Linked DNA regions of Dromaius novaehollandiae: region 1 is linked to region 2. A link is a contact called in public Hi-C data. All regions are on one chromosome and are shown on one strand. Each heading gives the region's core, a stretch centred on a gene start, on an enhancer-like site or on the middle of the called end of the contact. The rest is flanking DNA. Distances are from core to core; before and after follow the strand shown.

Region 1 (4,892 bases), core at 1,478-3,977, 240 kb before region 2:
CAGTGGATGGGAAAGAAACAATGGAGAATAAGGTGAGACCATGCTGAGAGATCTAATGTAGGTAGTTGGCAGGGAGCACAGGAGAAGAACAGTTACTGCTAGTATTTGAGGCTGTTGTTTCATGGTGATGAGACATTATCTCTTTCTCTGGCCACTAGTGCAATTGCTCACCTTCACTTGTAAAGAGATAAAAGCCTGCACTTTACTGAACTGTGCTTATTTCTGCAAAGCAAAATCCCCTTTTACTTGTGGTATGGCCTCTATAAGGCACAAGTAAAATGTGGATTGTGCAGATCGCACACACACCAAGTGCTCTCTATCACTAGCTAGAAATAACCCATGTCATCACAACTTTGCTTTTAGTGCAAACTTCCTTGTACAAAGCCTTTCGGAAGCAAGACATCGTTGGCTCTGTGTAAAAGTGTGAATGTGGTCTGGCATAACAGAGGTGGAACCACTCAGAGAGTGATCTGGGACACGCTTGCGCCTTCGTTTCTCTGTGCAGCTATGCTGTATGTAGCAAAGTGCGTAGGTTGGACAGTGCGGTGGTGCCTGGTAGGAACACACTGATAGAAAAGCTACCAGGAAAGAAAAGTACTGTTGGAACAATTCAGACAAAATCTTGTCCAGAACAGGTCAAAATCTGTGAGTAGAAAAGTGCAGTAGGACTCAGCCAAGGGTACTCAGTTTATGGAGCAGTGATACAATAGCACATGCGGGAAGATTTCTGTGCATTGTTCCCCTTGTTTAGCAAACACATCTCCAGATACTACCAATACTGTTATCTGACAAGAGTACTTATCTAAACTCCTTCAATCATTCTTAATGGGCAGGACAAGTTTTCATCAAAAATACTCTCTCAGAATGATGTTTGTTTCCAAAATACAGCCATATTTGGCTGTTTGCACTGTCTCCATCAGCTGGAGCTAGATAAAAGGGCCAGTTGTTTGGCTGGATAATTCAGTTCTCTTTGGAGAGAAGCAACATATGATCCAGAAGGAAGGCAAAGGAAACAGGTTTGCAATCATTTATCTCATGCTTTCTCTTCTCAACGTACATTGTGAGGTGAGGAGACAGGTTAGTCAGCAGTTGAGAAGCTCCAAATAGTTTCTGAGGGACCCAAAGAAGTCACACAATGTATCCCCCTCTGCTCCATGCAGTCAGAGGTAAGAGCTCTGGGTTGGGACCAGTAATGTGAAATGAGGGTGTAGTGTAGGGGAAGGGGATTTCTCATTGTTCTGGTCCCATCCATTTCCAAACTGCAGCCAGGCTAGGTCTCCACTCAGGAGACACTGAATGCTTCTGTTTGTACATTGTTTGGTTTTGATGGAAAGCTATATTTTGTTGCAACTGCATTTTGACTGAAAAATTTGGAGTAGCTCTGGGAAGTACATACATTATTTAAACAGATCAAAAAAATAGCATGCATTCATTCTACAAATACCAGCCCTGTGATGGGCCCGTTTGAAGCAAGCCAGCAACGTAATTCTCTTTTTCTTGTCTCATCCATGCTTTACAGGCAGCGTGGCTTTCCTGATAATTTCCCAGGAGCCAGAGACATCAAATCACAGTTAGTAACTGCAGGGTATTGTTTTCAGCCTCGGTCATTTAGGGCATCTTCAGAATGGGATAGCCTCTAAGAAAGCATGAAAATATGATTTGGTGAGCTTTCTAAGGAATCTCTCAAGGTCAGAATTCAGCAACATGATTTTATGTTAAGTGAATGATTTTGATCATTTATAGTCAATAAGACAGAGTCATTGAAAGGGCAGCTGGTTACCTGGCAGCACCCAGAAGATACTTAGTTTTCTTGAAATTGTTCCTAGACCTCTATCATATCACTAGTATGTCATGATTCATAACATTGCCATATACTCTGCATTTCTGTCCTTATCACAAAAATTCATTATTCAAACAGGATAGTTCAGTCCTGTAAAAAACCTAGTAGTCACCGCACAAATAATTAATACTACAAAGATGCCAACATCATGAAAATCACCTGTCAAAACTAATGTTAAGAAGTGATACCAGCAGAACCCAGTTCTGATTTACTGGTGATTTGCCAACATAGAGACACTTGGTATAAAACAATGTAGAAACTGGAATTCCCTGTTTCTGGAGGAAAAATTTGTGATTTCAAGATTAATTTGGTTTTAAAACAAAACAAAAAACATTTTGATTTTCCCTGTTTAATTTAATGGTGGGATGAAGAGAACAGAAGAGGGGAAATGGTTAGGGTCAGTTGAAAGCCTTTTTTTAGAGTCTGCTATTTTTAATACATAACGTATTTCAAAAATTTAAAGAAAAAAATAATTTGCAAATAGCCTCCCTTACCCACGCGTTACATTCCTAGAACACCACATGGAATATTTCATCATTTTCAAAATAGCTCTTACCTAAGTGGAAGTGTCATCAAGACATGCAGGGTTTCTCAAGTTTTAGTTTCAGTGAAGTAATATTTTCTGATCTCAGAAGATTCTGCTGTCCTGTTTCAAATCAAGAGCTGTGTCTGTAAGGGGCACGGTGTCCTCTGTAGTTCTGTCTCTAAAGTGGGCATCTATGGCAGCGTGAATGCAATATAAACCATGGTCATTCAAGGCTGTGGCTAGTCAGGTCCATAACTGATAACAAACAAATCAACTGGCACGACAGGAAGGTTCGATTTGTCTGAGGCTATTTGCCTTCATCTATTTATCCATGCAATCTGCATGAGTCCTGGAGCTAAGCAAAGTACATTATGTACATGAATGCAATACTTCATGGGCGTGCCTGCTCTCCTGTCTTACTTAGATCTGGTGCAATGGAGGACACGTCAAGTCAGAAGTCAGGACAGAATAAAGACACACTGAGCTCCCTCACGCCAGAAGAGTCTCCTGTCCATCGTACATACATCAGGTTGGAGGAATATGAGCCTGTGGACCTCAGCACCCAGGATCTCATCCTAAAGAAAGCCAGAGAGGTCTGCCAATGCAATATTCAAACTATCATCACCTTCTTCCGTCATCTGTTCCCGGTGTTGGACTGGCTTCCCCGTTACAATGTCAAGACACAGTTGCTTGGGGATGTCATATCTGGGCTGCTGGTGGGGATAGTTGCCATTCCGCAGTCCATCTCATATTCCTTATTAGCGAACCAGGATCCCATCTATGGAATCTACACCAACTTCTTCTGCAGTATCATCTACTTTGCTATGGCCACATCGCGCCATAACTTTGTTGGCACCTTTGGTGTCCTGTGCCTGATGATTGGGCAGTCTGTGAATCGGCACCTTCAGCTAGCAGGGTACAGTGACGACGATGCTGACTCAGTGGCGAATTCCACCTCCTCCGCTAATGGGACAGATGTCTGTGACAGCAGTTGCTATGCCATCACTGTGGCCCTTTCCTTAAGCTTTCTGGTTGGTCTTTACCAGGTACAAATATTCACTACTGTGCTGTTTCCTCTGTTCTTTCTTTGTCTCAGTTCAGACTTGAGTCACAACAAACCTTGCCTGAAATGAGCAGTCTCTGAGACCCTTGAACTGTAGTGATTTAGAAAACCCCAAACACACCTGACATTGTGGTTGTGCTTTCCCCAGATGATAGGCCAGATCCTTAGATGTGTCTGAAACTTGCTTAGGATCAAACTTGGCAAGGGAGGGAAGGTAACTGTGAACCACCTTCCCACCATCCCAGTCCTGGACCTGGGCTGACTCCTGGTGTACTTTAGGGCTGCTCTCCAGTTAGAGCAAGTCCTCTAAGGACTATGTCATCAGAAGGGACTCCTCTAAAGGCCATGCTCCCTGGAAATGTCTCCACTGCCTGGGCCTAGCTGTTAGTAGGCAACTTCAGCCCCTTTCACTGGAACAACAAAAATTCACTGCATCACACAGTTTTTGCCACCAAGTGATACTCATAAGCTGTTTTGATTTAGCTACCCTTGAACTCTCAGCGTTAACTGCAGCCTTGTTTCTTGCAAGGAGACAGTGACAGGGACCTTCAAGTCTTCTCTGTATGGCATTTCTAGACACAGACAAGTCTTCTAGGTCTCTTTATAAGTTTTCCATACCCCAGACTAACTACTTAAGAAAGTCCTCTGTCTCACACTGAATGTTCAGCAGAGTAGCCAGGTATGCTAAAGTGGAAGCCACTGACATAAATTGCTAGTCACTTCTTCCAGCCTTTCTCATGGATGTTAAATGTATGATTGGCTTTCTTTTCAGATCCTGCTGGGGATTTTACAGCTGGGCTTTGTGTCTGTCTACCTGTCAGAACCTCTCCTCAGCGGCTTTGTGACTGGCTCCAGTCTCACCATTATCACTTCCCAGATGAAGTATCTGCTGGGACTGAAAATCTCTCGTCACGAAGGGGTGGGGTCCTTCATCTTGACGTGGGTTGACCTTTTCAGATACATCCAGAACACCAACATCTGTGACCTGGTGACCAGTCTGGTTGCTTTGGCCATCATTGTGCCTGTCAAAGAGATCAATGACCGGTATAAAGACAAGATGAAGGCCCCATTCCCTATAGAGCTGGTGGTGGTCATTGTAGCTACAGTGCTATCGCACTACTTCAACTTTGAAGAGCGATACAATTCTGCTGTTTGCGGGGACATCCCCACTGGTTTCAGGAAACCCACCCTACCAGATATAAAACTGTTTTCCAGCCTAGCCATTGATGCTCTGCCCATTGCTATTATTGGCTTTGCCACGACTGTCTCCCTGGCAGAAATCTTTGGCAAAAAGCACGGCTACGCTGTTCGTGCCAATCAAGAGATGATCGCCATTGGCATGTGCAACTTGATCCCTTCTTTTTTCTACTGCTTTGCCAGCTCTGCAGCCCTGACGAAGACTCTGCTGAAGGAATCCACGGGGACCCAGACGCAGGTCTCTGGCCTGGTCAACTCCTTGGTGC
Region 2 (4,467 bases), core at 16-2,515:
TCTATATCTTCCAAAGGATAAAAGTTAGTGGACAGATGCTTCTGTACAGAAGGAGCAGGAAGGAAATGGAGTGTGATATAAAGGCCTATACAGCTATAGCATTTGTCTTTCTGGCTAAATACAGTTGTTTTAGATCTTTGAAGCTTTCTATTGAAACTCGCTTTCATGGAGCTGCTCGTATCTTGTGATCAAATAGAGTCATCAAAGATAAAAAGACTAGCATAAATAACCCACCATGTCAAGTTTCAGTCCATGTCACCAGAATTTTGACTGAGTTTTCATCATCCTGGAATTGGATCAGATTTAGCCCACCTCCACAAAACTATTTAGATGTTAGTTTTCTCTGGTAACCTTTTAGTACCAACCGTGTTTGGGGGAGTAAAAGCAAAAAAGATCTGGTTCAAAAAGTATTGATCCATAAAGTTATGAAGCAGACAAAATAAACTAGAAAATTCAAGAGAGAGATTCACTGGAGTTGTCTTAGAAAGCAAGAGTTTCTTTTGCTGGAGTTACTGAAACATTATTTGAAAGAACAGTCTCCATCAAAAACATTGTTTCATTAAAATTGACATTTTCCAAAATAAAAAAAATTACCAAATGAAGGGTCAAGAAATTCCTCCCAGCTCCATATTTTATCATAAAGCAACCTGCATCCTCCTACATCTCAAATCTGTCTCCAGCGCAGCAAACTAACATCATGAAGAGGTTATTCACAGCCAAGTTATGTGGCCAGTGCATAATTGGCTAACTCCTGCTTGCTTAGTGTGGCAGGAGAAGGGCCTCATCAAGTCCAAGTTCTCTGCTCAGATGGGAGAAAAAATGATTAAGTAAAAATCTGATTTAATTCTGAGGCTTTACAGTTTTTCTTGTTTTTCTGTAATACTTTTTAGTTTCAATGCAAAATGCAACCCTGATTTGCACTACCAACAAGGAAGAGGTTTCATCAATTCAAGTTGACGGCTTTAAAGCTGGTGAACTACTGCTTACTAAATAGTGCACAAGCATAAAATTTCACATGCTAAGCTGCCACCAAAGCCCAGCAACTACTGCTTGCCGTCTTACAAGACTGAGCGGCTTCCGGCATTTGAACATTAGAACTATAACATATCATGGAGTAAAAAAGGTTACTCACTTGCTAAGCAAAGAACTGCTAGGGTGAGGAGCACAAAAATGCCTGTTATCTTCATAGCAGACATAGGTTCTTGACCTGTTCCACAGCCCGTCTGTGCTCTAAGTGTCCCACTGCACTTCACTTCTTGAATGTATATTCATGTATCTGTGAGTGTATATATATATGTATATGTATGTACACAAAGAGCAGGCACCCTGATGATGAAATCCGCCTCATCGAAGGTAATTGGAAGAAGGTGTTGCCCGTGGGTAGTGTCAGTAAGAATGTCTTCTTTACAGCATGAAGGTCATAAGTACAGGGCCGAGAGTCATAGCGTGGATTGCGTTGATAAAGGAGATGTATTGTGCTTTGGCTAATCCTGTCGCCTAATTAGCTGTTCCATCTCCACAAGTTAAAGGAGTGACTCAGTAAGGTGGTTACTTATTGCTGATCTGTTGTTGCCATATTGACTCTTACAGCTGAGTATAATTCCCAGGGGGAAAAAAATCACCACTGGATACATTCAAAAAGATTCATAGTAGTATAACTTAAATGCTTAATTCCTATTTTCTTCAAATTTCGGAGACTCTTGTCACTAGTTGTGCATAGAGGTGATGGCCTTCCTAAGCTCTTGAAGGCTGGTGAATATTTCCACTGAAAATAGCAAATGCTATGCATGGAAGTAATTGAATTCCAGAGAGCTGGTCAGTTTGGCCGTGCACTGAATCCTTTCAAACTGCTTTGTGGGAGTAGTTTCATAGCTGCTTGGAAAAGTCTATGTATTGCCTATATACTCTCTTTGAATGTTCTGCTTTAAAAGTTCCAGTCACCAGTTTGGGGAGCAGAAGCAATGCTTTGTGAAGGAAGGAGCATAGATACTGCATTGCACTGCCTATCACAGAGAAGTGATGAGTTCACAGCCATTCTGCATCCAGCTGAGTTAGTGCCTAGTTTGCTGCCATGGTGATATGGAGAAGATTCCTCTGCCTTAGCATATTTCTTCACTATTTTCAATGCAACGAATATCATATCATGTGGTATTTTTTAAACAAATCCAACATACCAGTGTATATTAGTGACTTAAACAATCAATAGGCATAATTCCCTGACTTTCATAATTTACATCATGGATAGAGTGACAATGGAAAACTCAGATCTGAGTCTTAGGTTTAATAAAGCTGAAAGAAAGGTGGAGTTTTAAGCCCACATTTGTATTTGAACCAACCCTTCTAAAACTCCCTTCTTTTTAGTGATTTGGATTGCGGTCACCTTCCCTACATTGCAAGATAACCTGGGACTTTTTCCCCATCCCGGGGTTAGGGTGCTACATGCTAATTTCACTAAGACAGAGGAACTGAATATCTTTATGTAAAAGATTGTAATAGGTCAAGTAGACCTTCAGTTGTGGTAACTCCTGTTCCTATGTGAAGAGTGAGGGAGATACCAATCATTTTCTCTCTAAGGAATGTGGGCAATGAATAAATGGTTAATTTCTCATCACTTAGTGGAGCAAATAAATAAATGCCATCAACTTCCAGTTCCACATTAAGATAGGAGGAAAAAAGAATAGGTAAAGATCTGGTTTCAGTTGGAGGCCTGCAGGTTTTTTTTTTTTTTTTTTTTTTTCCAATGCCCTTACTTCAGAGATTCCATCTCAAGTTTTTCTACCTTCTTGATTGGGAGATTTGTGCATATTCCTGTGAGGCGGAGTTCACAAAAGACAGGCTGTTACTTAAGCTGTGACTGGTTTGGATTCTGCTGCTCTGTGCTGTCAGTCAATTTTTTCCTTTTTTTTTTGTTTTTTTTTGTTTTTTTGTTTTTTTGTTTTTTTCTAGAAAGCCCTAGGCTTTTCTAAAGAGCCTGAAATAGAATGTATCTAAACTCATGGAGAATATTCAAGAAACGTTCATTGGTTGATAGTGACAATTACCAATATTAGGCAACAAAAGCAAAGCTGCCAAAAACCCAGAAGGTACTCCTGGTCTGAATAGCTTTTGGCAAACTTCAGACTCTTGAGGACATCATGAAACTATAAAATTGCAGCTTGACAGAACATGCAGCTTCCTTGACAGTGGTATGAGGAAACCTTCCACTTTGGTTACATTTTCTTGCCTAATTGGTGCTATGGAGTGTACTGTCTGATGCAACCACAGAATCCATTCCATCACTCTAAGGGAAAAAATCAGAACTGGCGTAGTAAGATTTTCTGACGACAAGTAAAGAAAGAAAGACAGTACATCTGGGGGTTGGAGGTGGCTAATGAGGCAGGCAAATTTTCGATCAGATTTTTCTTAGCATTTGAAGACTATCTTACGGTAGATAGAATTCCTGATGCCAATTCTATGTCCCATATGAGCAGACCCATGGTGTGAATCTTTTCTTCCTGGTAATGCTTAGGTGTTTTGATTAGGGCTTCAGAGTCAAATTAACATTTGTTTTCTGAGCAATGGACCTTAAGCTTTGTAGGGCTTGTCCAGACCATTCAGATAAGGAGGGATACAGTTCTGATGAGAAAGTGTGCCATATTGTCGGGCAGGTAAATAGTAGAACACTGGAAGAGAGGCAGGGCAGTGGCTCAGCCAAAGTTCTGGAGTTTTTTGCATTTTGAAACATAAAGCCTGTCTTAAAGCTTTGAGAAAAATGCCATACACAGAATGCAAGATAGCATCTATTTCACTTTCTGAAATGATGTTATACTCAGATGCAAAATCTTGAAATAAAGTTCTGTAAAAATTAATGCCACAGTGTTTATTGCAACTCCAGTTTAAAAGGATACCTAAATACCTCAGTACCATATGACTAGCTTTAAGAATAGAAAGAATTCACATCAACAAACTAGAAAAGACATTCACTGGCTGACTGAGATAATGTTTCACCTGAGGCACCTTTCTGAGGCACCTGTCCAAACTTGCAGAGGCTTGTTCGCCCTGATAATCTTCATAAGGAGCTGGTCTGACCACTTAAGAATTGTCATCCTCAGGCAGGCCAAAGGTTCAGCTAGGTCAGAGTTCTGCCTCCAAAAATATTCAGTGGCAGATTAATAGAGAATAGAGAGTGATTCCTCTCTTGGTGGACAAGTTAAACATGAGTTGACAGTGTGCCCCTATGGGGAAGAAGTCCAACCACTTACTGGGCTGTATGAGTAAAAGTGTAGCCGTCAACTCAAAGGAAAGTATAATTTGCCCCTATTCAGCACTGATGAGGCCACATTTGGAGTGTTCTGTCTAGTTCTGCTTCCCAACAGAAGAAAGACACTGACATACTGGTGCAAGTCCAGTGAAGAGCCACCAAGACGGTTAAAGGGCTGGAACATATGACATACAAGGAGAGATTGAGAGAAGTGGGTTTGTTCAGTT

Evidence for each region. Hi-C and Micro-C count contacts between places; a contact is called where the count stands out from the background.
Region 1: a contact with region 2 is called in a Hi-C map of brain, with 4 times the contacts expected there. The contact joins the promoter of LOC112994358 here to the promoter of LOC112994365 in region 2. A contact is called at or near these places in 2 of 4 Hi-C or Micro-C datasets (brain and liver).

The regions. Positions count from the first base shown.
Region 1 is chr15:10,539,274-10,544,165 of bDroNov1.hap1, reverse strand. LOC112994358 (sulfate transporter-like) reads left to right here and starts at 2,727. Exons shown (of 2, transcript XM_026118649.2): 1 at 2,727-3,412; 2 at 4,202-4,892. The coding sequence starts at 2,738.
Region 2 is chr15:10,297,181-10,301,647 of bDroNov1.hap1, reverse strand. LOC112994365 (ovomucoid-like) reads right to left here and starts at 1,265. Exons shown (of 4, transcript XM_026118657.2): 1 at 1,133-1,265. The coding sequence starts at 1,196.